3 separate regions of the Mus musculus genome follow, and regions 1 and 3 are each linked to region 2. A link is a contact called in public HiChIP or PLAC-seq data. All regions are on one chromosome and are shown on one strand. Each heading gives the region's core, a stretch centred on a gene start, on an enhancer-like site or on the middle of the called end of the contact. The rest is flanking DNA. Distances are from core to core; before and after follow the strand shown. Region 1 overlaps Jade2 (jade family PHD finger 2). Region 2 has its middle 18 kb from the start of Gm51894. Region 3 has its middle 24 kb from the start of Gm26061.

Region 1 (3,717 bases), core at 965-3,464, 510 kb after region 2:
TAGACGGTCTTGCCTCAAACTACAGAATGTAGTCAAGTGTTTGATTCTGCAACCTGAAGGGACTGGCAGCCCTGTCCCACCAGCTCACCTGAATTGATCAGCTCGTGTTAATTCCCCCTCCTGGTGTTGGCAGCCTCATCACTTTGGCTTGGGACCAAGGAGACCAAGTAGATGACACTTGGGGCAAAGGTCACGGTTATCCCCTCCTTTGACATTGGCACCATTGCTTGCTAGCAGCCACATGTATGAAGAGCCTGCTTTGTGCCAGCCCTGTGCTAGGCTTGCAGGTTAGGAAGGCTCAGTCCAACTTAGGTACTCTGGGACAGATCTGAGGCCCTTTGACAATCAGGATGGGTGGATGGACAGATGGACGATGAATAGATGGATGATGGACAGATGGATAATAGACAGATGGATGATGACAGATGGATCCCCTTCTGGGGCCTGTAACATGGGTCAAGATCCTACTGGGTTTTGTGCCCTGACCTTGTCTCTGAAGCAGCCTGCTCCTCTGTGAAACGCCACGCTATTCATACCAGTGGTCACCTGACGGTGTAGGAGTCAGGGTTAAGTGAGAATTCTCAGGCCAAGTTGTCACTATGTGCAGCATGACAACTGATTGCAGTTGCCCCTCCCCTGGTGGCTTGACTTCATTAAGACCATGTATAGGGTTCTTTATCGGATGACGTGGAGAGGAACCATGCTGTCTGGCCGCCTGAGGTTCCAGCATCCTTCATCCGGTTCAGTTGTTTCGTAGCTATCTTTTTTTTTTTTTTTTTTTTTTTTAATGTGTCCCAGGCTGGTTTTGAACTTGGTGTGTATCCAAGGATGACCGTCACATCCCGTTTACGTGGTGCTGGGATAGACCGCAGAGCTTTTTCCTGTGCTGGGCAATCATTCTACTAACAGAGTACATGCACAGGGTCCTCATGGCTGGGCGTGGCTGGCATGAGGTAGACATGCAGAGCCTCCCTGTACTGAGAGCAGACGTGCTGAGATGGGCAAATGTGTCCTTTCAGACTTTAAAACTCAGGGGGTCGTCACACCCCTGTTTTCCAGCTTCCCACCAATCTGGGTGCCTCCCCACTGCACAGCCTCCTGGAAGCCTTTGTAGCAGCTACCATGAGGGATACTGAGCGCCTCTCGCCATTCTTCAGGGACCATTCTTGTAGGGTACACAATACTGTCCCCACTTTATAGATGAGGAAGTCAGGAAATTCAGGGGAATTTCCTATGGGGCCTAGTAGGCCGCTGGGCCAGGAAATGACAGACCACAGGAACAAACCCTGGGCTGTCCCTGTGAGGCCTAGGGTAAGAGTATTAGGCATACTCTGACTACTCTTCCCCCAGACACCATGCCAGCCCAACTCCTCTGCCTCAAATGGCCTTTGGGCACTTGTGCTTACCTCATGGTCTAAAATCTGCCCCTGAGGATTTGCACTGTCCCTTTAGACTTGGTCCATGGCAAAAGAAACCTCTGGCGTCTGTCTACATCTCTGGGATAGCCTCTGCTCTCCCCTGTAGGTCTTGAAGGAGCTTTCCTTCCACACTGTCCAGCTCATTCTGTCTGCTGTGTCTGAGGAAGAGGTGTTGGCTTAGGGTCAGGTCAGTTCGCGCCTGGGAGAAGTGCTCTTTCTGGTGTGTGTCCCTCAGCTCTGGCTCCCCAAAGGGACAGCCAGGCCACACCAGTGAAGCAAGCAGGTGTGACTGGTATTTGGCAGTAGGTGGCTGTTCAGACAGGGATGCTCAAACGCTTGACTAAGTGTATGTTTAGGGCACACAAAGCTGGATTGTGACAAAATTACAGGCTGTGCTTTTAAGAGACGCTCATTTGAAGTGACAGTTTCTTGGGAAAGGCAGCATTTGGTTGTACTGAGGGCTTTGGTGTTGGCTTCTGTTTGAGATAGTTTACTTGGCGTGGGAGGAGGGTCCTGCCATCATTGTTACCTATGACTCTTCTCATGTGGGTGGTGGCACTAACCTTTAGCCTTTGACCCCTTCTCATTGTCCTCATGACTTCCAAGCCTACAGTCTTTTCTCTCTGCTTATACCCCTGGCTCCCTGTACCCAGCATCCTTCCTGTCCCCTTTCTGACACCAGGGCATTTCCTGAAGCCAGGGGCCCTCCCTGAAGCTCAGCCCTTGCCCTTTGTGCCATCTTGAACCCTCCCTCCCCTGCTCAGGCTGAGCTGAGTCACAGCCCTTGGCAAGCCCTGGCTCCGACCCCAGGAGGCCTCCTGGGCAAGTGTGGGGCCTCTCAGGCCTGGCAGGGCTGGCCAGATGGAGGCCAGGCTCCAGACAATAACCATGGCAACCAGTGGGTATGGGAAGGCCTGGCATTTTGAACTGGCCTCAGAATCTGACGGGTAGCACACAGATGTGTGGAGGACCCCACCCACCTGAGGCAAAGTGCCCCTTATTTTCCACTTCGGGGGGGGTAGAAAGGTGATTGACATCTAGCAGTCTTCACACACACACACACACACACACACACACACACACACACACACACACACACACAGAGTCAGCCTACCACCTCCACCACCACCACCTGCCTAGCACTTTGGCTAAGAGCTTTCTTTGTTAATCCCTGCCATCCTCTCACCAAATGCCTATGGTAGATTATGTTAGTAGTATTCCTGGGGACTGGAGGGAACAGACATTCAAGGGTGGAGCTTTGGTGCCTGCAGCAGGTTTCCTGGTCCCAAGGGAAAACTGATCTGGCATGGGATCTGAGACAGTGTTGGAGCTTGGAAGTTTGGAGAGGCAAGCTGAAGCAGTAAGAAACACCATGCCTGTGTGGTTCATGGGGAGGTTCAAGGTGTGTGGCCAGCATGTCTCAGTGACCATGCACCTCTAATCCAGAAAGCCCGCTCCAGGGTTCTATAGTAGAGTCCCATGGAGCTGAAACACCTGGGGAAAGCAGCCAGACTTCAACTCAAGACCTGTAGGCTGTTGGTGAGGAAGGGCCAGAGATTATGAAGCCATGCAATCAATCTTTGGTCTTAGCCTGGAGGGGTATTGCCAAAGGGTCTAGAATCCAGCTGGCTCTGTCTCACTTGTCCCTGAGTAGCTGGCACAGGGCATTAACCAGAATGGCACTTGGGACACCTCCTGCAGACCAGGCAGGGCTGGTCCAGGTTGGGAATAATCCCCAACTGGGCAAAGCAGATGCTACTGTGGTGAACCAGGGTCCCATGTCATTCCCACATGGTCCTCACTCTGCCTTACAGCCCTTAGGACGTACTGTTCCTGAAGATCCACAGTTAATAGAGTCTGTAAGGCAGACTGGTAACAAGGAAAGAAATGGGAATGGAGGTGGATATGAGGGGATGGGCGTGGTCGGGCATCAGCATCTCACACCCATCTTACCCTTGGGCAACCAGTTCTTCAGCTGGGCAGCCCGAGGAGGACAAGCTAAGGCCTCTCTCTTTATCACTACCATTCTGTTTCCCAGGCTCCTCCCACCACTGAAAGGCCCCCCCACGCAGATGTCCCCAGATAGCCCCACACTTGGTGAGGGTGCCCATCCTGACTGGCCAGGAGGCAGCCGCTACGACCTGGATGAGATCGATGCGTACTGGTTGGAACTTCTCAACTCGGAGCTCAAGGAGATGGGTAGGTGACGCTCTTCACCAGGCACCTGGTTGCAGATGTCAGGGAGGATCTTCCTCCGGGCCCCTCCAGTATCTATACCCCCGGTGGCTGTGACTGGGGC
Region 2 (3,572 bases), core at 181-2,680:
TCCCAAGTGTTGGGATTACAGGTGTACGCCCCCACTCGCTGTTCACTCGTGGCTTTACCAAGATGTCCACTCAGGGGTGTTTTCAATTCTGCTCCTGTGGAATCAGTGGGGTGGGCGGATGTGCTGCAGAGCCCCCTCCTCCCAAAGCACCTGCCCACACACCTACGACAGCCAGGGGGAAAGCAAATGGTGTCATCACAGCCCTTCCAGTGCCAGGGGAACCCCCAAAAAGGCCCAGGTTGGGCTCTCCATATTATCTTTTGCTCATCAATGAGATGTCTTCTCTGACGGCAGCACCCAGAGTTCACTATGACATCTCCAAAGTGAGAAATGGGTCCTCAGGAGGCTTCTGCCTGCTTTACTTTAACTGGCCAAGGACTCAGCAGGGAGGCCTGGGAGCCTCTCTATATAATGTGCAAAACAAGGCTGTGTATCTTGCCCAAACGAGCTATGTCTCTTTCACAATAAGAATTAAGGACACACACACACACACACACACACACACACACACACACACACACGCCAAAACACTGACTTGAGCTGAGCATGAACCATTGGGCAGACTTATGCCTAACACTAATACTGGGGAGGCTGAGGCAGGAGGATCCCCATGAGTTCAAGGCCACCCTGGGCTACGTGTAAGACCTATGGTAAAACTAACAAATGGCTGGAGATGCAGCTGTTGGTAGAGTGTTTGCCTAACACGCACAAAGCTCTGGGTTCAAACCCCAGTGCTGTTTACCAGGGTGTGGTGGTCCACGCCAGTGTTGCCAGCACTTGGGAGGTGGGAACGGAACGATCAGACTGTATAGTTCATCTTTGGCTACACAGTGAGATTCAGGCTAATCCTGGTTCCTTGAGACCTCGCCTCAAAAAACAAATCCCTCAGGGGCTGGCTGCCATCCGGATTGCCACATGGGCAAGAAGGGAAGAGGTTAAAGCACTTTGGAGGAACAGCCACAGACCCCAAAAGGGCACAGCCATAAAACCTGGGTCCTAGGTACTGTGGGGGCCTCTGCAGAGTATCGGAAAGAAGCAGGAAGCCGGCCTCAGGCCTGACAGTGTGTCCCCAGTGGCCCCAGGTTCCCGCAGCTGGGGTCAGGGCTGAGCCTGGTAGCCTGGAAACTGAATTTCAGAGAAAGACAAGCTTTGCTTGATCACCTGGCAAAGGATCTCTGAGTCTTGCCTAGGACCCCAGCCGGCTGCCTTCCCCATGTGGTCCTATCCTGGAGCCCCATAAGGACCCCCACCCAGGTCAGAGCATCCTGGGGGGGTCATTCCCTGAGGATTAGGGCCCACCCAGGGTGACCTTGCCAAACAGTGCTCTGGAGCTAGGCACCACCCCCCCCCCCAAGGCCACCACACACCCCTCAGCCACCACCCTTGGAGTTCCTGAGGTGACCCATTTCCCTCTCTCTTCTGCAGCTTCAAAACAAACCAAAACACAGACCAACATCCTTTGTTTGTTTGGAGGATCAGAGCCGGGGAGAGCGCTCTGTGGGTTTTCACTTGAAAACAAGGTTGTTTGAGTGGGGAGCAGAAACCCAAGGCAAAGGACAGAGTCTCTTGTGGCCACGTGCTTTCTGGATGAGTCAGGGCAGGGCGGGGGAGGGGGACACTCAGCAGCAAGGCTGTCTGCTCACCGCTTTGAGGGGCCGGAGCCATGGCCACCGCCACTCACGCTGGGTAGCGTTTCTTTGAGGATAACTAGGCCCAGGTAGGGCCAGGCTTCTCATTCAGTGGCTCCAGAATTCCTTACATGGGTGGGAATGGATTAAGTTGATGCAAGCCCCTAGTGCAAATTTATCTCCATCCCTTAGTTCACAGGCCCAGGCTAGATGTCCTGCCCCAAGGGACAGGCTTGGCCCATCTAGCACGGGCTGTCTCCAGGGTGTGCAGTCAGGTCCTGTCCAACTGACCTGTTGGATCTGAGCTTCCTGGTGAAACTGGAATCTCTGAAATGCCTGCCTTCAGGAGAGGGTACGCGGTAGAGCAGAGACTAGCATACCCTTTGGGCGCCTGTGGTCTCCACACAGAGTGTGTGGGTGTAGGAGACAGGCTGATGGGGACTGCCTCTCGGCAGCCTTCACGGGCACCTGTGAGTGGCAGTCTGAAGGGTGGTGGCCGGCAGACAGCCTATAGAGTGATATTCCAAAGCCTGAACCATTGTAGCTCCCGGCTGATTCCTGGTCTCGCCTGATAGTTTTAGATGCACCATCTTATTTGTTCTTCACAGGCAGTTATGCTAGAGTGGATGAGGCCGCCGGGGTTCAGAAAGGCAGAGCAACTACTCAAGGACACACAACAAGCCAGACTAGGAGCAGCTCAGCTTTGGACCACACCAGGGCCAGGAACTAACTCACTCAGAGCAGGATTCAATTGCCTGGTGGGAGGTGACTATAGAATGAGGACTTTCGCTGCCAACAGCTCCTCATTCTCATTCTGATGGCGCACTCATGATGGGGATGGGTAGGCTTTTGTTAAAGGCCACCATTTTTTAGTCCTTAGGAACTGAGCAAAGCAGTGGCTCCCAATCTCATCCAATCCTCCCTGCATCCCCAGAGGGAGGTATCTTCATTAGCCCATTTCAGAGATGATAATGCTGAAGCAGGGGTCTGCAAGATGGCTCAGCGGCTAAAGGCGATTGCTGCCCAGGTCTGGTGACTGAAGTTTGGTCCCCGAGATCATAAAAAGTGGAAGGAGAGAACCAACTCCACAGAGCTGTCCTCTGACCTCCGCACATGTCCCCATAGTAGGCGTGCTTCCTAACACAATAATAACGTGTAAGATAAAATAAGAAAGAAAAAGCTGAGCAGACGGTGCCTTTCTAAAGCACTGCACGGCAGGCGCTCTTCTGGATCCCACCCAGTCTCCCCTTCCCTCCTGGGGGTCTGCTCTAGGATCAACTTGAGTTGCACTTTGGAACCTAAGCTTCAAGGTCACCCCCTCTTGCTGGCGGGACATCTGCACGGGAACTCTGTTCCTTCCCACCCTTGCTCAGCTTACATGGCACAGGTGTGCGCCAACGGCCCCCACCAACGGCAGCCAACATCCGGGTGTCTGCTCCCCACCAGTGAAAGACCTGAGCCATATTTCTTGCCTGCGTCCCCAGCTGCTGGGCCCACAGGAAAGCCCCCGGGGTGTCCTTGAACTCACAAAGCTTTGCCCAGCTAGCTGCCATCTTAGCTCCTACAATGCACATCTGTCTTCCACAGACCGTAGCTCCGTGGCACATGAGGTGTGCGCGGCTGTGTACATCTCTGTGTACACATCTCTCTGTGCACCTGTATGTGAAGCTATATGTGTATATGTGATCTGTGCAGGTTGTGTGTGCACCTCGTTACCCGTGTGTGTTTTCACTGTATGCACGCCATGTGTGAGCTCTGCTGGTCTGTGTGTTTGTAGAAGTAACTGGTACCCACACTGTGCACCCATCACTGGCCCTTCTGTCCACCCAGTCAACACTGCCTCCCGGTGTCATTTTGAGGGTTAGCACACAGAAGAGACCAGCCCCACACATGGCTGACTCCTTGTAAGCTCATCTTCCTTGGAGACACCCTCAGCCTACTCTA
Region 3 (3,444 bases), core at 67-2,566, 400 kb after region 2:
CTGCACACAGGTCGGCACCTGCACACAGGTCGGCACCTGCACACAGGTGGGCACCTGCACACAGGTCGGCACCTGCACACAGGTCGGCACCTGCACACAGGTCGGCACCTGCACACAGGTCGGCACCTGCACACAGGTCGGCACCTGCACACAGGTGGGCACCTGCACACAGGTCGGCACCTGCACACAGGTCGGCACCTGCACACAAGTACACAAAACCACACACAGACAGATATATACTCATACCTAAAAACCAAATGAAAATCTCTTTTAAAAATTAATTTAAGGGACTAGAGAGATGGCTCAGCGGTTAAGAGCACTGACTGCTCTTCCAGAGGTCCTGAGTTCAATTCCCAGCAACCACATGGTAGCTCACGACCATCTGGGGCCTTCTTCTGGTGTGTCTGATGACAGCTACAGTGTACTCATATACATAAAATAAATAAATATGTTTTAAAATTAATTTAAAAATAAAACAAGGAGCTGGAGAGATGGCCTAGTGGCTAGGAGTACCAGCTGCTCTTCCAGAGGACCCAGATTTAACTCCCAGAATACACGTGGCAGCTCACACAATAGTCTGTAACTCTAGTTCCAGGGGAATCTCACACTCTCTTCTGATCTCTTGTAGTACTAGGCATACAAGTGGTATACAGACATACATGCAGGCAGAACACATAAAAATAAAATCTTTTAAAAATCAGCGGGGCATGGTGGCGCATGCCTTTAATCCCAGCACTTGGGAGGCAGAGGCAGGCAGATTTCTGAGTTCGAGGCCAGCCTGGTCTACAAAGTGAGTTCCAGGACAGCCAGGGCTATACAGAGAAACCCTGTCTCAAAAAACAAACAAACAAAAACAAAAAACAAAAAAAACTTTTAAAAATCAAAATATAAATAAATATAACAAGTCAAATCAAACAGCAGAGACAAAAAGCTTATCAGCTTGTCTAATGAAGAAAGTTCTCGAAGGAAGGTTTCAACTTTCTTTTTTTAAACTAGGTCTCTCTATCACCCTATGTCAGCCTAGCTGGCCTGGATCTTGTTATGTAGACCAGGCTGAAGTCACAGATATTCACCTGCCTCAGCTTCCTAAGTGCTAGGATGAAAAATGGCACCACCACCCGTGACTTAGTGTATCTCTATCCTTACAAACCAAAATAAACAACCTTGTAGGTTGGTTAAGGAAGACTGAGGAAAAGGAAGTGCTTGGAGCCATTCCCAGCCGATGACCCACCCGCGAGCGCAGATGCCAGCGCATATCTGGACTATCATGTAAGTCAGAAGGAAGACACAACTCAGTCAACAAATATTTGGTGTACCTCCTCGGAAGTGTGCTGTTGTGCAAGCAGTGGCTTGGCAGTGATTCTTCGGTTCAGCTGCAAGCTGTTCAGAGCAGGATGCCTTTCAAGAGGAGGAGGGGCAGGTGGAATCATATTCCCACTCCTGTGTGATCCTCCGTGGGGTGTTCCCCACGCTGGGCTGAGCTGCGGAGGCCAGTACTGAGCAGTGAGGAATTCCTGGCATCACGGTAGCTCATTCAGCAGGCTTACTGTCAGTGGACAGCTCCGGAACCTCTCCCCAGACGGCAAGCAGCCTCCTGGGACTGCCTTGGCTGAGTTGGAGCACATTATCAAGATGTAGTTTTGCCTATTTGGTACACTTTTCCCTTAAAAATTCACAAGATTTTAGACCTGGTTGTCGTGCCTTGAGACAGGGTCTCTCAGAATCAGTCTCTGCTTCCCTGTAGAGCCATAACCAGCTTTCTTCAAGGGTGCTGAAGAGTCAAACCCAGGTCCCCATGATTGAAGGGCACATCCTCTTACCCATAAAACCATCTCCTTAATCTCTTGTTCTTAGCTTTTAAGACAAGGTCTCATGTATCCTAGGATGGCCTGGAACTCACTCTATATCAGAAGATGGCCTTGGACTTCTGACACTCCTGCCTTTAAAGTGTTGGAAGTACAGGCACACTCTCCGTGCCCGGTTTTAGGCAGTGCTAGGGAATGGAGCCCAGGACTTTGTGTGCACTAGGCAAGCACTCTACCTAAGCTACACCCCAGTTGTTTTGGAGACAGGGCTTTACAACATAGTTTAGACTGGCCTCCGGCTCCTTACTCTCTTGTTTCTGCTGCCCAAGTACGAGGAATGCAGGCAGATGCAGGAATGTACACAGCTACAGATGTAAAAGTAAATAAATAAGTAAACTGGCCATCCTCTTAGAAACGCTGAGGGTTCCCCATGCCGTGGGCAGGAGGATAGCTGAGAAGACAACCTGTTAAAGGCACTTGCAGTTGTATACAGTTAGAAGTTTAGAGTGACGGTGATCCAATGTAAATAGGAAGCAGAGAGACAGAAAGGACATGCGCTTCGAGAGGCATGTGTGTAGGTACATGCATGAGTGCACAGGCACAGAACAAGTAAGTAAATACAAATGCAATTTTAAAAATCTGCTGGAGAGATGGCTCAGTGGATCAAACACTTGCTGTGCAAACATGAGGACTTGAGCTCGGATTCCTAGAATCTTCACCCCGCCCGCCCGCAGTTACAGTAGTAGCATGGCCATTTGATCCCAGTGCTCCTACAGTGAGATGTGAGGGAGCGACAGAGGATTCCCCAGACCAGGTGGCAAGGGCTGCACAGAGAAACCCTGTCTCAAGGGAGGAAAGAAGAGTCTGCACAGCTTCCCAGGCCAGCAAGGGTGAGTATGCAAAGGGGAACAAAAGACCCGCATGTCTCAAACACGGAAAGGAAGGGCTAACGAATACCCAAGACTGTGCTGGCACCTCCACAGGTGTGCCGTGGTATGCACGCGCCCAAATCCACACACGCATGCATGCATATGCATATATCACATGCAAACACACACACTCACTCACACATACACACTCACAAGCATACACACACACACACACAGTAGCCTATGCTTATGTTCCTAGTCAGGAGGATCTGAAACTCAAGGTAGGCCATTCTCAGTTAGAGAGTGAGCTCCAGGCCAGCCCAGGCTCCAGAGGCCTGGTCTCCTGGCTTGGGCTTGGGGGGAGGTTTAGTAGTAGAACATTTGCCTAAATTACCCAAGGCTCTGCTTCCATTCCTATCTGCAAAAGAAAAGAGCATTTCAGTAGCTCCAAACAGGACCAAACATCTCTGACCTCACACTTCCTGTAGCTCAAGAAGCGGAAGTGACTTAGCTACATGGTTCGAGAGGCTTCAGGCAGGATGTCAGTGGGGCTGTGGTCACCTGAAGGCTTGAGCAGGGTAGTTGTAACACGATGAGAAGTTGACCTTTGGTATTGGCAGGAAGCATGGGTTCCCTACTGTGACCTTAATCCATGCGTTCACTTCCGTGAATCCAAAGCAGGGCCCCTGGCCTTTCCTGACCTAGAGCTTGCAACCCTAGAGAAAGCAAAGCACAATTAATGTTCCTATGAGACACTGTGGCAGAAGTAA

What was found. HiChIP or PLAC-seq counts read pairs in DNA pulled down with a chosen protein or histone mark.
Region 1: a contact with region 2 is called in a FOXA1 HiChIP or PLAC-seq map of pancreatic cancer cells. The contact joins two enhancer-like sites. A contact is called at or near these places in 3 of 15 datasets of contacts at CTCF or cohesin (embryonic stem cells, large pre-B cells and pro-B cells), 22 of 484 Hi-C or Micro-C datasets (CD4 T cells, the G1E-ER4 cell line, the N1E-115 cell line and 12 more), 9 of 115 datasets of contacts at active chromatin or transcription factors (astrocytes, embryonic basal ganglia, embryonic stem cells and 2 more) and 3 of 9 other capture datasets (adipose tissue, embryonic stem cells and liver).
Region 3: a contact with region 2 is called in a FOXA1 HiChIP or PLAC-seq map of pancreatic cancer cells. The contact joins two enhancer-like sites. A contact is called at or near these places in 1 of 484 Hi-C or Micro-C datasets (CD8 T cells), 1 of 115 datasets of contacts at active chromatin or transcription factors (pancreatic cancer cells) and 1 of 9 other capture datasets (adipose tissue).

Annotation. Positions count from the first base shown.
Region 1 is chr11:51,831,153-51,834,869 of GRCm38.p6, reverse strand. Jade2 (jade family PHD finger 2) reads left to right here. Exons shown (of 13, transcript NM_001357588.2): 6 at 3,457-3,617. Among named protein-coding and RNA genes, the nearest start is that of Gm30110, 22 kb to the left of the region's middle. Within about 2 kb of position 2,214, at least 123 of the 459 cell types and tissues checked have an H3K27ac peak or open chromatin away from gene starts, as enhancers often do. A contact at or near this core is called in the N1E-115 cell line, Th17 cells, embryonic fibroblasts and 4 more, where this site is marked.
Region 2 is chr11:52,339,174-52,342,745 of GRCm38.p6, reverse strand. No RefSeq gene overlaps it. Among named protein-coding and RNA genes, the nearest start is that of Gm51894, 18 kb to the left of the region's middle. Within about 2 kb of position 1,430, at least 73 of the 459 cell types and tissues checked have an H3K27ac peak or open chromatin away from gene starts, as enhancers often do. A contact at or near this core is called in the N1E-115 cell line, Th17 cells, embryonic fibroblasts and 4 more, where this site is marked.
Region 3 is chr11:51,938,678-51,942,121 of GRCm38.p6, reverse strand. No RefSeq gene overlaps it. Among named protein-coding and RNA genes, the nearest start is that of Gm26061, 24 kb to the left of the region's middle. Within about 2 kb of position 1,316, at least 75 of the 459 cell types and tissues checked have an H3K27ac peak or open chromatin away from gene starts, as enhancers often do. A contact at or near this core is called in pancreatic cancer cells, where this site is marked.